Regions from separate parts of the Sus scrofa genome. Here regions 2 and 3 are each linked to region 1. Evidence: chromatin contacts called from public Hi-C and HiChIP or PLAC-seq data. All regions are on one chromosome and are shown on one strand. Each heading gives the region's core, a stretch centred on a gene start, on an enhancer-like site or on the middle of the called end of the contact. The rest is flanking DNA. Distances are from core to core; before and after follow the strand shown. Region 1 holds the start of DUSP11 (RNA/RNP complex-1-interacting phosphatase). Region 2 holds the start of WBP1 (WW domain-binding protein 1). Region 3 holds the start of DCTN1 (dynactin subunit 1).

Region 1 (4,254 bases), core at 818-3,317:
CACTATAAAAAGGGAAAATGGAGTATGACAGAGTTGAGAACCAGGGTTCAATACAGTGATTTTAGACTTCTGAAAGAATACTGTATTAACCTTTGCTTACCTTTTTCAAAGGAACTTTGAAAGCAATGAAACGTGTCCCAGGCATCCGCTGTCCAACTGGGAGATAGTCTTTCCACCTATTAACACATTTTTCATTAGGCAAATTTTATGTTAGCCTGTCTCTCTGCATAGGATGAAGGCTCCTTGTAAATGGAAATCACAGCCCTCTACAGGAGGTCCCCTCCTTCTGTTGGCATTTTGCTGCTCCAATTATTCAACCCCATCTAGTAAGAACCTATACTTGCCTTCCTCCTGTTTCCCCAGCTCAAAAACAGATAAAAGGCAATTAAACAGTGCAAAGATCTCAACAAATAAGGTATATCTAACACCAGAGATGGTCGGAACTTCTGTCTACCTGATAAAACCTAGGCCGGTCTTCAATACTAAGGTATCATTACTACTCAAATGTTGACTGAGATAGTTAAAATTCAATTCTTTGACTTCACGGTTTCTTTTCAGTCCTCATACAACTGATGCCATCAAACTCAATCAGTACGGAACTTCAAATTCATATTTTAAAAGAAAACCTTATGTGAGTCCTCTGGTAGCTCAGCGGGTTAAGGCTCCTGCATTTTCACCACTGCATTTTCACCACTGTGGGTTGCTGCTGTAGTGCAGGTTCGATCCCTGGCTGGGGAACTTCCACATGCTGCAAGTGTGGCAAAAAAAAGAAAAAGAGAGAGAGACGTGACATAAATGTTGCAACTCTCATTTTAAAAAATTAAAATATAAAAGAAAACCTGGTGATAAAAGGACTGTGAACTTCACTTAAAGTTAGGAATCACAGTGAAAAGTAATATGTGAACTGACTTGTGTAGGATGAGTTTGAACTAAGGTTAATTCAGAGTATCTGAAGCATAGAAAGTGAAGGCAAAAGTAGCAAAGACGGGGGTCTAGAAGCAGAGAAGATTCTATACCATGCAGGGTCTTAGAGGTCAAGGGTTTGTTTTTTATTCTTAAAACAATGCTTTGGGGGGAAAAATGCTTTTGAGAGATGTTTATGAGCAATATTCCAACTTTGTGTCTTAAAAATATTTCTTGTGTGAAGAATGGATTGAAAGGAAACAAGAGTAGATATACAGACACTCGTAGGGACCTAATTGCAACAGGTAGCCAAGTTCAGTATTAGAACGCTAATGGAGAGGTGACAGTTTCAAAAGAAATTCAAGAGATAAACTGAAGCGAACTTAATGTGGTAAGAGAGGAAAAAAGGAAAATCTCAAGGAATAAACGAGTTTACTGCGCATGAGCAATGTCTCCAAATTAATCATTTGAACGTACAGAGGTAGATCTTCCAAATGTCACCGGTTAAGAAGCAACAGAAACCACACAAAGCAACTTTTTCGATGGAAAACTCGGCGGCGCTGCTGGGTTTTTTCACTCAAATTCAATTATTACATTTTCTGTAGCACAACTTGAGGAATTGAAGGAGACTCCATTTCAGTAATTAAGAGGAAATCCCAACACTGCCGCTTCCATCTTAAAAAGCAGTCTCTCTGCATTTTACCCGAGAAGCAATGGCCAGAGCCTCGCTTTTAAAACAACGGGAAGAAATGAAAACATCAGACCGTCCCTTCCAGCTACTACGTACGGCGAAGCGAGAGGATGAATGCCCCGTAGCACAAGTCGGGCGGGGCAAGCGCTCGGAAGCCACAGTGACAAGCAGAGAGCGCAGACCTGAAGCCCAGGCCCAGGAGCCAAGGCATATTACCTTTCCGGGATGTGGTTTCCACCTTTCTTCTTGGCGGAGGAATGACCAGAGTAGACCCAACTCTGGCTCCAGCGTCTGTGAGCATGATGACAGTGGCTCATGTAGCCCCCAAGAAGACGCCCACAGAAGGCCAAAAATGCTAAACTCGCCAGGCCGGCGCACCCAAAGCTAGACTCGATCCGGAACCGGAAGCGCCTAAGCAGCAACCCTCGCCGCGCCCCGATCGCCTTGCTGTTGCGCATGCGCCACTGCTCGTCGAGATGACGTCACCACGCCGGCCGACTAAGAAACTTGATTAGTAAACAAGACTCTGCTGGCTGCAGTGCCCTCTTTAGCGGGCGGCTGGTAGCACAGGTCTGTTAGTTTGTGTGTACCCTCAGAAGTACAATAGTGCAGGACCTGGAAAGCTGTCTCACAATCCCAGTTTCTTGTGTAGTGCTAACATATTTTACAAACGTTACAGTCACATTTGTTGTACCTTGTATATAAGTATTTGTACATAATGTATATCCTATATTTTAAATAAAAGCAGCATACTATACATATTCTGCAGTCTAGCTTGGATACTGATTTCCCCAATTTATTTATACATTCATTCCATTCTTTCATTTTTCTTTTTTGGCCGACCCTCAGCATATGGAGTTCCTGGGCCAGGGATCAGCTCTCAGCCATAGATTCGACCTAAGCTACAGCTGCAGCAATGCCGGACCCTTAACCCACTGTGGTGGGCAGGGGAACCAACCTGCACCCTAGTGCTCCAATGCCACTGATCCTATTGTGCCACAGCAGGAACTCCTCATTCTATTCCTTTTAATGGTGCATAATATTCCATACTCTATATAACTAGTCCAATATTGATGGACTTACAGTTTTCGGTTTAAAAAATAATAATAATAAAAAATAATATCCTGCAGATGGGCTGCAATGTGAACATCCTAATACATGTATACATCTATATCTATATTTCTAGAAGTAGAATTGCTGGAATGAAGGAAATACAAATGTAAAATTTTGAAAGAGGCGTTCCTGTTGTGGCTCAGCGGGTTAAAAACCCTATTAATATCCATGAGGATGTGGGTTTGATCCCTGGCCTCACTCAGTGGGTTACGGATCTGGCATTGCCCCAAGCTGTGGCATAGGTCAAGGATGTAGCTCCAATCTGGTGTGGCTGTGGCTGTGGTTGTGGCCTGGGAATTTCCATATGCTGAGGGCATAGCCCTAAAAAGACAAAAAAAATTTTTTTGAAAGATAATGCCTAATTAATCTCCAAAAATATTGTATTGGGAATTCCTGCTGTAGTGCAGTGTGTTAAGAATCTGACTGCAGTGGCTCCGGTTGATGCAGAGGCATGGGTTAGACCCCCAGCCCAGCACAGTGGGTTACAAGGATCTGGCACTGCTGCAGCTGCAGTATAGGTCATAGATGCGGTTCAGATTCAATCCCTGGATCAGGAACTTCCATATATATATGTGTATGTGTATGTATATACACACATGCACACATATACACACACACATAAATATGCCACCAGTGTGGCCATATATGTGTGTGTGTGTCTGTGTATTTATATGGTATCAACTTAAATTCCCACTCATTTATTGAGTTTCTGTCATGTGCCTGGTATCACGCTGGATGTTGACAGTACGTATTTATGTTTTAGAAATACCAAAAAATACGAGAGAGAGATAAGAATAGAGCTCAAGCATAAGATTTCCTCACAATATCAGGCATAGGGATCTGTTAAAAGGGATCTCTTAGAAAAACTATGAATTCTGCCCCAGTGGAACAGCAAAGGATAACCTATCTTACATTAGATTAAAAAAAAACAAAACAAAAAACATGTGGAGTTCCTTTGTGATTCAGTGGTTTAAGAATGCGGCATTGTCACTGTAGTGGGTCAGGTCGCTGCTAAGGCGCAGGTTCGACCCCAGGCCCAGGAACTCCATATGCTGAGGGCATGGCCAAAAAAAATTTTTTTTAAAGTTTAAATCCACAACATTTACAATTATGAAAGCTTCCACATAATTACAAACAGGTCAATGTTAGCAAAGTGCTATTTGGAAAAAGAAAAGATATGTTAGCACAACATAGTTTGCAAACTCGCAAGTAGGCATGTTCAAATTAAAATATTCTTTTGCAATTTATGAAAAAAAAATCCAATAGGCATGTACTGTCCAAAAAGTACAAATGATACAAATATCTATAGACACGATGTCAATGTACAAGATGTGATATAAATCTATCAGACACAAGAAAAGCTATATTGGCCTTACACTTCTGATTTGCTAAAAGGTACAAGCTTGGATGGGAACAAATTCAGCTGGATTTAACACAAGAAAACCCTGGGCAAAACAGGGTTTCCAAAACTAGCAAAGAAGAGGCTTTCGGATGGGATTGGGTCCAACATGAGGTAAAAGAATGCCTTACTAGGTATGTAGTACCCT
Region 2 (4,254 bases), core at 1,049-3,548, 620 kb after region 1:
ACTTTGCTAGGCAGCAAGAATATCAGCAGTGGAAGGACAGACAAGATTTCTGTTCTCATGGAACTGGCACTTGTGCATGTGTCTGTGTTGGTGTAAATAAGTAAACAGTAAATAAGTAATTTCAAAAAGCTATAAGGGCTGGAGTTCCCGTCGTGGCTCAGTGGTTAACGAATCCGACTAGGAACCATGAGGTTGCAGGTTCGATTCCTGGCCTTGCTCAGTGGGTTAAGGATCCAGCATTGCCCTGAGCTGTGGTGTAGGTCACAGACGCAGCTCGGATCCCGCATTGCTGTGGCTCTGGTGTAGGCCTGCAGCTACAGCTCCAATTAGACCCATAGCCTGGGAACCTCCATATGCTGCTGGAGCGGCCCTAGAAAAGGCAAAAAGACCAAAAAAACCCCAAAAAAACAAAAAAACCCTGTAAGGGTTATAATGAAAATAGGGTGATGAAATAGAAAATAGTAGAAAAGAAACAACATTAGAGAGGGTAGTAGTGTTGGAAGATCTCTCTTAAGAGATAACATTTCTAATACCAGAGGAGCTTTCCAGGCAGGGAGACCTGCAAGGGCAGTGGCTCAGAGTGGAATAATGGTCAAGGAGACGACTAAGTTGTGACTACCATGAAAGGATTATTTGTATAGAAGTGAAATGTTTGATTTATAGTTCAGTAGTTTACTTTGGTTTCTTAGTGGTGGTAAGGGATAGAAACAAGACCAGGTAGGAAGCTGGTTGAGTAGTCAAGTAAGAGATGGTGTGTAGGGAAGTTCTCATGTGACTCAAGTGGGTTAAGGATCCTGTTTCCGCAGCTGTGGCGCCAGTTGCAACTGCTGACTGTGTTCAGGAACTTCCACTTGCCTAGGGTGCAGAGAGTTGGGGTGCAGGTTGAGGTGGGGTGGTGTTGGCTTGAACCAAGATGAAGTTGTGGAGATGGAAAAAATCAGATGGATTCTGGAGATGTTTAGGAAATAGACACTTGTTGGGGGAAGGAGAGGAATCAGTGTTAATCCTGAGTTTGAGGGTTGAGCATTTATCCAGTTGATGCTATTCACTGAGATAAAAAGATTTTTTTAAAAACAACAACAAAAAAGCCTCCCGAGAGCTATTACAGAGTGTTGGTACGCAGGGCAGGCAGGTAACATTACTAATGCAAGTAGAGTCAAGGAACTAAAGCTGAAAGTCTGGAGACCTTGGGAGAAGGCAGTATGAAGGGCTCCTGGAGAGGGTGTTCATGCCACCCCTTCTTCAGGGACTGCTCTCAAGACCCACTTTCCATGTCCCCTCTTGCCTCTGCCCCACTCAAACCTCTCTTCCCCCTATTCTGACATCCTCTCATCTGGCTCTCCCTAGAGAGCTCTGCTGCAGAAGGCTCGGAGCCAGCCTTCCCCAATGCTGTCACTACCTGTGGCTGGGGGCTGCCCGGCCCCAGCTCTCACAGAGGAGATGCTGCTGAAGCGTGAGGAGCGGGCGCGGAAGAGGAGGCTGCAGGCGGCTCGGCGGGCAGAGGAGCACAAGAACCAGACTATTGAGCGCCTCACCAAGACTGCGGCGCCCAGCGGGCGAGGAGGCCGAGGGGCTGCGCGGGGCGAGCGGCGGGGAGGGCGGACTGCAGCCCCGGCCCCCATGGTGCGCTACAGTAGCGGGGCACAGGGTTCCACCCTTTCCTTCCCACCTGGCGTTCCGGCCCCCGCACCTGTGTCTCAGCGGCCATCCCCATCTGGCCCTCCTCCTCGATGCTCTGTCCCCGGTTGCCCCCATCCGCGACGCTACGCCTGCTCCCGCACCGGCCAAGCACTCTGCAGCCTTCAGTGCTACCGCATCAACCTGCAGATGCGGCTGGGTGGACCTGAGGGCCCCGGATCCCCACTTTTGGCTACTTAAAGCCTTCACCCAACTCGGACTCTGCGCCTTCTCTGTCCCCTGTTTTCAGTGTCTTCCTCACCGTATTAAATTTCATCCGGTGCCCTGACTTGTACAGAATTGGGGGAACGGGGTATGGGCAGGCCAATTCCCTGTACACACATCTTGCCCCCATCGGAGCCTGCGTGGACTCCAGGGAACAGTAGCCGCTAAGCAGCCAGACTCCGGGTGGGCTGCTGGGACCCCGCCTCTTCCAGCGGGATTACCTGGAGTGGTCAGGGTTTTGGCGTCACCCCGAAAATAGAGCTCAAGCCAATCAGCGGGAACTTTGCTGTCCCGGGCGGCCATTCATTGGCTGATAACTCAAAGCCGGTTCTGTTGTTCACATTGGCTGTCGTCGCTGTCACTCAGGGCCATGGGTCGAATCTTACCCCGCTCTTTGTCTGTGCAAGCGCTTGTCGTCTGGGAGAGTGGCGGAGGCGCTGCTGTAGATTGGTCACAGGGATAAGCCTGTGATCGTTCCCATTGGCTGGTCTGTCGAAGGGTGACGCGGATTGGTAGGACGGAACAACCTAGGTGCTAGTTGGCAGAGCTCTCGCTGGATGGAATCTCCGGTCGGGGAGTGATGGTGGCGGCAGAGAAGATGGGCCGGGCAGGGACCATGGCGGTGGCAGCAGAGGTGGCAGGGGCGGGGCAGCTGGCAGTAGAGGAGGCTGTGGTTTTCAGGGGGCTGTAGGTGGAGGCATGGCTCGTGCCAGCGGCGGGAACGGAAGCGAGGAGGCCTGGGGGGCACTTCGAGTGCCGCAACAGCAGGTATCCCAACAGCTCCAAAAACCTATCGCGACAGCCATTTATTTCTTTTTCCTGTTTCCTTGTCCCTTCCTTTTGTGGGGTGGGGAGGAACTCACGGAGACAAAGGTACTGTGAAGTTCCCAGATATGCCCCTTCCACTCTTTGTCTAAACTTTAACATAGACGCAGTTGACTTTGCCTGCAGCTTCATAAACCCCATCTCTTGGCTGCAGTGGAAGTTTGCAGTGGCACTCCAGTGACCAGGGGCATAGCGAGGCCCCAGGGAAGCTCCCTCTGTCTTGCAACAGTTATTTGTGATGTTTTTCTGTGTGCCTATTGTCACAACAGAGTCCAGCAGCGTCTTCTCTTGAGGGAGCAATTTGGAGAAGAGCTGGAGCCCAGACTCGCGCCCTGGATGCCATCATTTATCATCCACAGCATTCCCCTCTGGTTGGGAGCCCTGTCCTGGGTCTCACACTGCCCTCCACCCCCTACCCTAGGAAGCCTGAGACCCAGGGTGGAAAAATCCCTCTTGGGGGTGGAGACTGGCAGACTATGGGGAATGAGGAAAACATTTTAGCTTTGGAAACTACCTTAAACCCTTTACCCGTTGTCTTGAGACTTTAAGATAGCTCAGACTGTCTTCTGACTTCTACCAAAACACTCCCTTAGCAGCAAACACCCCAGGGAGTCAGACGTGTGTATGAAAAAAGTCTCCTATGTGCAGAGCTGAAATCTACCCCTCGGAATGTCCACCACTTGCAGCTTATTCTCTAGACTGATTCTTGCTATTCCAAATCCTCTTCTATGCTGGCAGCCCTTCAGATATTTGACACTTGACTATCCCCCGCCCCATAGATTACTCCATTGACAGGGTGGGATTGTGTTTGTATATGTAGGGGGTGGGGGTGGACAGTGCCTTGGGCTGGAATCTCCCTTGGCTCCAAGTGCCTCCTTGCTCCCAGCTTCGAGAGCTGTGCCCAGGAGTGAACAACCAGCCCTACCTCTGTGAGAGTGGTCACTGCTGCGGGGAGACCGGCTGCTGCACCTACTACTATGAGCTCTGGTGTGAGTCTCTAAGGGGGCTCTCCTCGGGTCCTTCTGTCCACCTGCCTTTGGACCTCAGCCTTCAAGGACGCTTCTCTGCATGGGCGGTGTCTAAGACTCTCCTTCCTCACCTCCTGCAGGGTTCTGGCTCCTCTGGACTGTCCTCATTCTCTTTAGCTGCTGCTGCGCCTTCCGCCATCGACGGGCTAAACTCCGGCTGCAGCAACAGCAGCGGCAGCGTGAGATCAACTTGTTGGCCTACCACGGGGCATGCCATGGGGCTGGTCCTGCCCCTGCTGGCTCACTGCTTGACCTTCGTGAGTGACCTGAGGCTCTGGGATCACTCCAGGGACCCCTCCCAAGCCAGGACCCTGACTCATCCCACATTCCCTTTTCAAACATTTCAGGACACACTGTTCCCTAATAGGAAAGAGACCATCATCCCACCCCTGGTTGCCTCCAGCCAATCTGCCATTCTTTCCTGCAGGCCTCCTCAGCGCCTTCAAACCCCCAGCCTATGAGGATGTGGTTCACCGCCCCGGCACACCACCACCTCCTT
Region 3 (4,254 bases), core at 740-3,239, 560 kb after region 1:
AACAGTGTCAGCATCACCTGGGAATTTGTTAAAAATGTAGAACCAACCAATGCATATACCATTAAAATTCAAAAGGCACTGACCTACACTGCCCCTTCCAAACCTTGAGTTTCTGATTCCAAAACTCCATTTCCCAAACTGCTGCATATGTTAAACAGAGGCAACCCCCAAGAATAACAGCCTTTTCCATTCAAATTTGGGAAACTCTCCAGACTATACTCTCAGTGGGAAATTCGTGGAAAATATCATTAGCATATTGAAAGCTCTGAAATACTCTCTAGTAGAGAAAACTAAACATCTCTGACCACAAAATGCCTTTTAGAACAAAAAGTTATCGCTAGCTACAATCGTTAACATCCAGGGTGGCTTGGGCTTTAGCAGTACACCAGGTAACGCCAATCTCCACCTCATAGAGTCCTGACTCTCAGTACCTTAAGGAACAGTATGTGGTCAAGACAGGCTTGCTGCTCTCCTCAGTGTAATAAATGAGAGTAAGTTTCTAAGCCATTGCCTCTTTAAAAACAGCGGAGTTTCTCATCTGCATGATTTAGCCGTGGGGATGCGCAAGATGACTGTTCTAGGGTCATCCTGCCAGTTAGGGCGGGCCCCAGAAATGAGAGACACAGACACACCAAACGCATGTCCAGACCCCCATGCTTGGGGCCTCTATTTTTTTTTTTTTTCTTTCTGTTTAACACAACTTCTCAACCGTGTGCCCCTCAGGAAACCTGTAGCTCCGAATGGGTTCAGGGGTGCCTCGGGCGCTCCCAGGAAAGGAGGTGAACCCTTACAGTTCTGGAGGAATTCGGAGGCGCAATCACTCGGACCCCGGGAGAATACCGCCAGGCTGAAGAGCTCAGGTGGGTCGGACCGGCCCAAACCCGAGTGAGCACCCACCCCACCCCCGGCCCCGGCCCACCCCCGCCGTCCCCCGCCCCGCACACTGGGCTCCCGACTGTGCCCTAGGCGAGCGCCGAGGCCCCAGAGCACCGCCAAGAGCCTCGCCAACACCGTGGGGGAGGAGGCGGTTCCCAGGGTCGCCGCCTCCGTACCTGTCCTGTCAGGGGCTCCGCGCCCGGCTCCGGGCCCCACCGGCGACCGACGCCCAAGCCCTAGCTGGGCCCGCCTATCCCGCATCGGCTGCCCGCAGCGCCGCCCGATCCCTGCGGGCGCACCCCAGTCCCCCTCGCCGCTGAGGCCCTGAGGCGTTCTGGGTCGGGGGAACACGTTACTCTTCCCCGAAGACCACCCGCATTTAAAAACAGCGCGCTGAGCGCGGCCGAGGAGACTTCGATCAGGCACAAAGCTGGACACCTGGAGAGAAATAGGCGCGTGCGCACTGCGCGTGGGAAGGCGATTAGGACCACAGGAGAGAGGCCAGCGGCGGCCAGCGCCCTCTCCCGGCAGAGGGGAGGCAAAGGACTCCTTTGCGTTGAGCATGTGTGTTCCCCAGAGGGTCGCTGCTCTCTTGAGTGCGAAGCCGCTAACGAAAACAGTATCGATAAACCGTATTTCGCCAAGTAGTTGCGGGAGAGAATAAATTTTGCTGTTGTTCAGTATTATCCATCATATGGGGATTCAGGCATTCTAAGACCTTATGATGAAAATATAAAATAATGCAAATGTACATAATAGAATTTTGGCTTTTTTTTTTTAATTTAAAGAAAGAAAACGTTAGAAAGTATAAAGTCCTCGGGAGTTCCCTTGGTGGCTCCGCGGTAACAAACCTGACTAGTAGCCTTGAGGATGAGGGCTGGATCCCTGGCCTCGCTCAGTGGGTTGGGGATCCCTCACTGCCCTGAGCTGTGGTGTGGGTAGCAGCAGGGGCTCGGATCCTGTGTTCCTGCGGCTGGGCTGTGGCGTGCGTGGGCTGTCTGTTACAGCTCCAGTTGGACCTCTAGCCTGGGAACTTCAATTTGCCGCGGGTGCGCCCCTTGAAAAAAAAAAAAAAGGTACAAATTCTTTGGCCCACTGCACCTGTTTCTAACAATGGGGGAAAAAAAACAAAAACAAAAACAAAAAACCTAGAACAAGTGTTCCAAGATGTCTGCACAAGGATGTTGGGAGAGCCGGAATTTACTAGACAATGGGTTCCATTTCGGTTTACTGACTACGGGAGATTTTTGGCTTAGTTACTTAACCCCTCCCAGCCTCTGTTTCCTCTTTCATAAAATGAGAATGTTAATGATAGAATCTACATTAGGAAGATTGTGAATCCATGTATAGAGTCTGAATTTTAACTAGTGTAATGTATGTTTATCTCAGTTAATCTCAGATTGAAAAACAACCTGAGGAGTTCCCTTGTGGTGCAGTGGGTTAAGTATCCAGCGCTGTCACTGCAGTGGCCTGGGTGGTTCCATCCCTGACCCAGGAACTTCTACATGCCCTAGCCAACAAATAAATAAATAAATTTGAAGGCTTTTAAATTCACTGTATACATATATTTTGTTAATTGTGCTAATATCCGTAACATAAAATTTACATTTTAAGTGTACAGTTCAGGGCACTAAGCACATTTACATTATCGTGCAGCCATCGATCGCCATTATCCATCTCCAGAATTTTCTCATCTTTCCAAACTGAAACTCGGTATCCATTAAACACTAACTCTCTTTTCTCCCCTAACCCTAGGCCCCAGTAACAAGCATTCTACTTTCTGTCTCTACGAATTTGACTATTATAAGTACCTCATATAAATAGAATCATACACTTCTCTCTGGCTCATTAAGGATTGGCATTGTCACTGCAGAGGCTTTGCATTGCTGCTGTGGCATGGGTTCCATCACTGGCTCAGGGATTTTGTCATGTGAGCACAGCCAAAAAAAAAAATAATAATAAAATCATGCAATATTTGTCCTTTTGTGTCTGGCTTATATCTTCAAAATTAATTCATGTTGAAGTACTATGTTTTCTTTATCCAATATATATGTTTTATTTATACCAATATACCATTTTATTTATCCATTCACCCATCAATGACCATTTGGGTTGCTTCTAGCTTTTGGCTATCACAAATAAGCACATTTTTAAAAACATAAATACATGTCCCATTCATCCTATTCCCAAGATCCCTACCCAAAGCTATCTGATTTTTGTTTGCAGTTCCAAAGTCAGTCTCTAAAAACTTAAGCATTTTAGATGCAAAGAGCAGCTTTCTATACACACTGTTCCAAATCTTGTTTGTTCAATTGACATATAGTTGCTTTACAATGTTATGTTAGTTTCTGGTATACAGCAAAGTGATTCAGACATATAGATATACATCAATACATCTCTATCTCTATATAGATATATCTAGATATATATACATTCGATATATCTATATATAGATAAATAAATTTTCAGATTCCTTTCCATTATAGGTTATTACAACCTATTGAATATAATTCCCCTGTGCTGAATTTGTTTTTATCTCCACTGGACAATACATCTTGGAGACTGTCTATATTAGTACATATTGATCTGCCTTGAAACTTTTGTAACATATATTTTCAATTTGAGCTGGAGCCATCCCTCTGAGTGCTTTAACAACCTTTAATGAATTAATGAATATGCTGAGCTTTCAAGTGAGGATGAAACTTGGGTAGAATCCGGGTAGTGATACAGGAAAGACACATGAAAAGGGTCCCACTGACTCTAAAGGACAGGATGTGCAAACAGGAAACACGATGTTTCTTTTATACTGAATTAGTCTGAGTGGTCTTCAAAGAAAATTAATATTGTCTTTGTCTTATGTATTTTTTCATAGGTGCTAACCTGAGGCCCCTTCTGATGGGGAACCTGAACAGGACCCCAAGGACCCCAAAATTTCCTCCCAACCTGTGATGCTGAACAGAAGAGAACATCTGTTCACTTTTGGGTGGACTCCTAGGCACTCTGGAACACGGGAAGTAACCGAGAGGGAAACACCACCCTTTGAATAAACAAATTTTGTTTTCCAGAGGGAGGAGGTGGATTTCAGGCTGAGAGACTTGGAGAGGTAATTGGATAAAGGCAGCGAGCAAATCAAGGGTGACAAAGCCAGGCATGGGAGAGGACAGATACAGGGGAGAGAAGCATCTACATCAGCCATACCAGGCTGTCCAAAGGAAATAAATGTAGGAGTTGCCCTTGTAGCTCAGTGGAAACAAACCCGACTAGTATCCATGAAAACACAGGTTCGATCCCTAGCTCCACTCACTGGGTTAAACATCTGGCATTGCCGTGAGCTGTGGTGTAGGTCGCAGACATGGCTCTGATCTGGCATTGCTGTGG

Evidence for each region. A called contact is a pair of places that touch in the nucleus more often than the background predicts. HiChIP or PLAC-seq counts read pairs in DNA pulled down with a chosen protein or histone mark.
Region 2: a Hi-C map of liver shows a contact between it and region 1, with 6 times the contacts expected there. The contact joins the promoter of WBP1 here to the promoter of DUSP11 in region 1. A contact is called at or near these places in 2 of 5 promoter capture datasets (fetal liver and liver) and 5 of 47 Hi-C or Micro-C datasets (alveolar macrophages, embryonic fibroblasts, liver and 2 more).
Region 3: a contact with region 1 is called in an H3K27ac HiChIP or PLAC-seq map of alveolar macrophages. The contact joins the promoter of DCTN1 here to the promoter of DUSP11 in region 1. A contact is called at or near these places in 1 of 47 Hi-C or Micro-C datasets (fetal skeletal muscle) and 1 of 2 datasets of contacts at active chromatin or transcription factors (alveolar macrophages).

Annotation. Positions count from the first base shown.
Region 1 is chr3:69,203,985-69,208,238 of Sscrofa11.1, reverse strand. It overlaps DUSP11 (RNA/RNP complex-1-interacting phosphatase), which reads right to left and starts at 2,067. Exons shown (of 8, transcript XM_003125007.6): 1 at 1,811-2,067; 2 at 101-176. The coding sequence starts at 2,052.
Region 2 is chr3:68,582,750-68,587,003 of Sscrofa11.1, reverse strand. WBP1 (WW domain-binding protein 1) reads left to right here and starts at 2,298. Exons shown (of 4, transcript XM_003354758.3): 1 at 2,298-2,670; 2 at 3,614-3,716; 3 at 3,836-4,012; 4 at 4,183-4,254. The coding sequence starts at 2,602. INO80B (INO80 complex subunit B) reads left to right here. Exons shown (of 5, transcript XM_003124991.5): 5 at 1,348-1,966. The coding sequence ends at 1,878.
Region 3 is chr3:68,640,297-68,644,550 of Sscrofa11.1, reverse strand. DCTN1 (dynactin subunit 1) reads right to left here and starts at 1,989. Exons shown (of 28, transcript XM_021087359.1): 1 at 1,053-1,989. It overlaps LOC100737572 (a long non-coding RNA gene), which reads left to right. Exons shown (of 3, transcript XR_135162.4): 2 at 724-860; 3 at 3,749-4,254.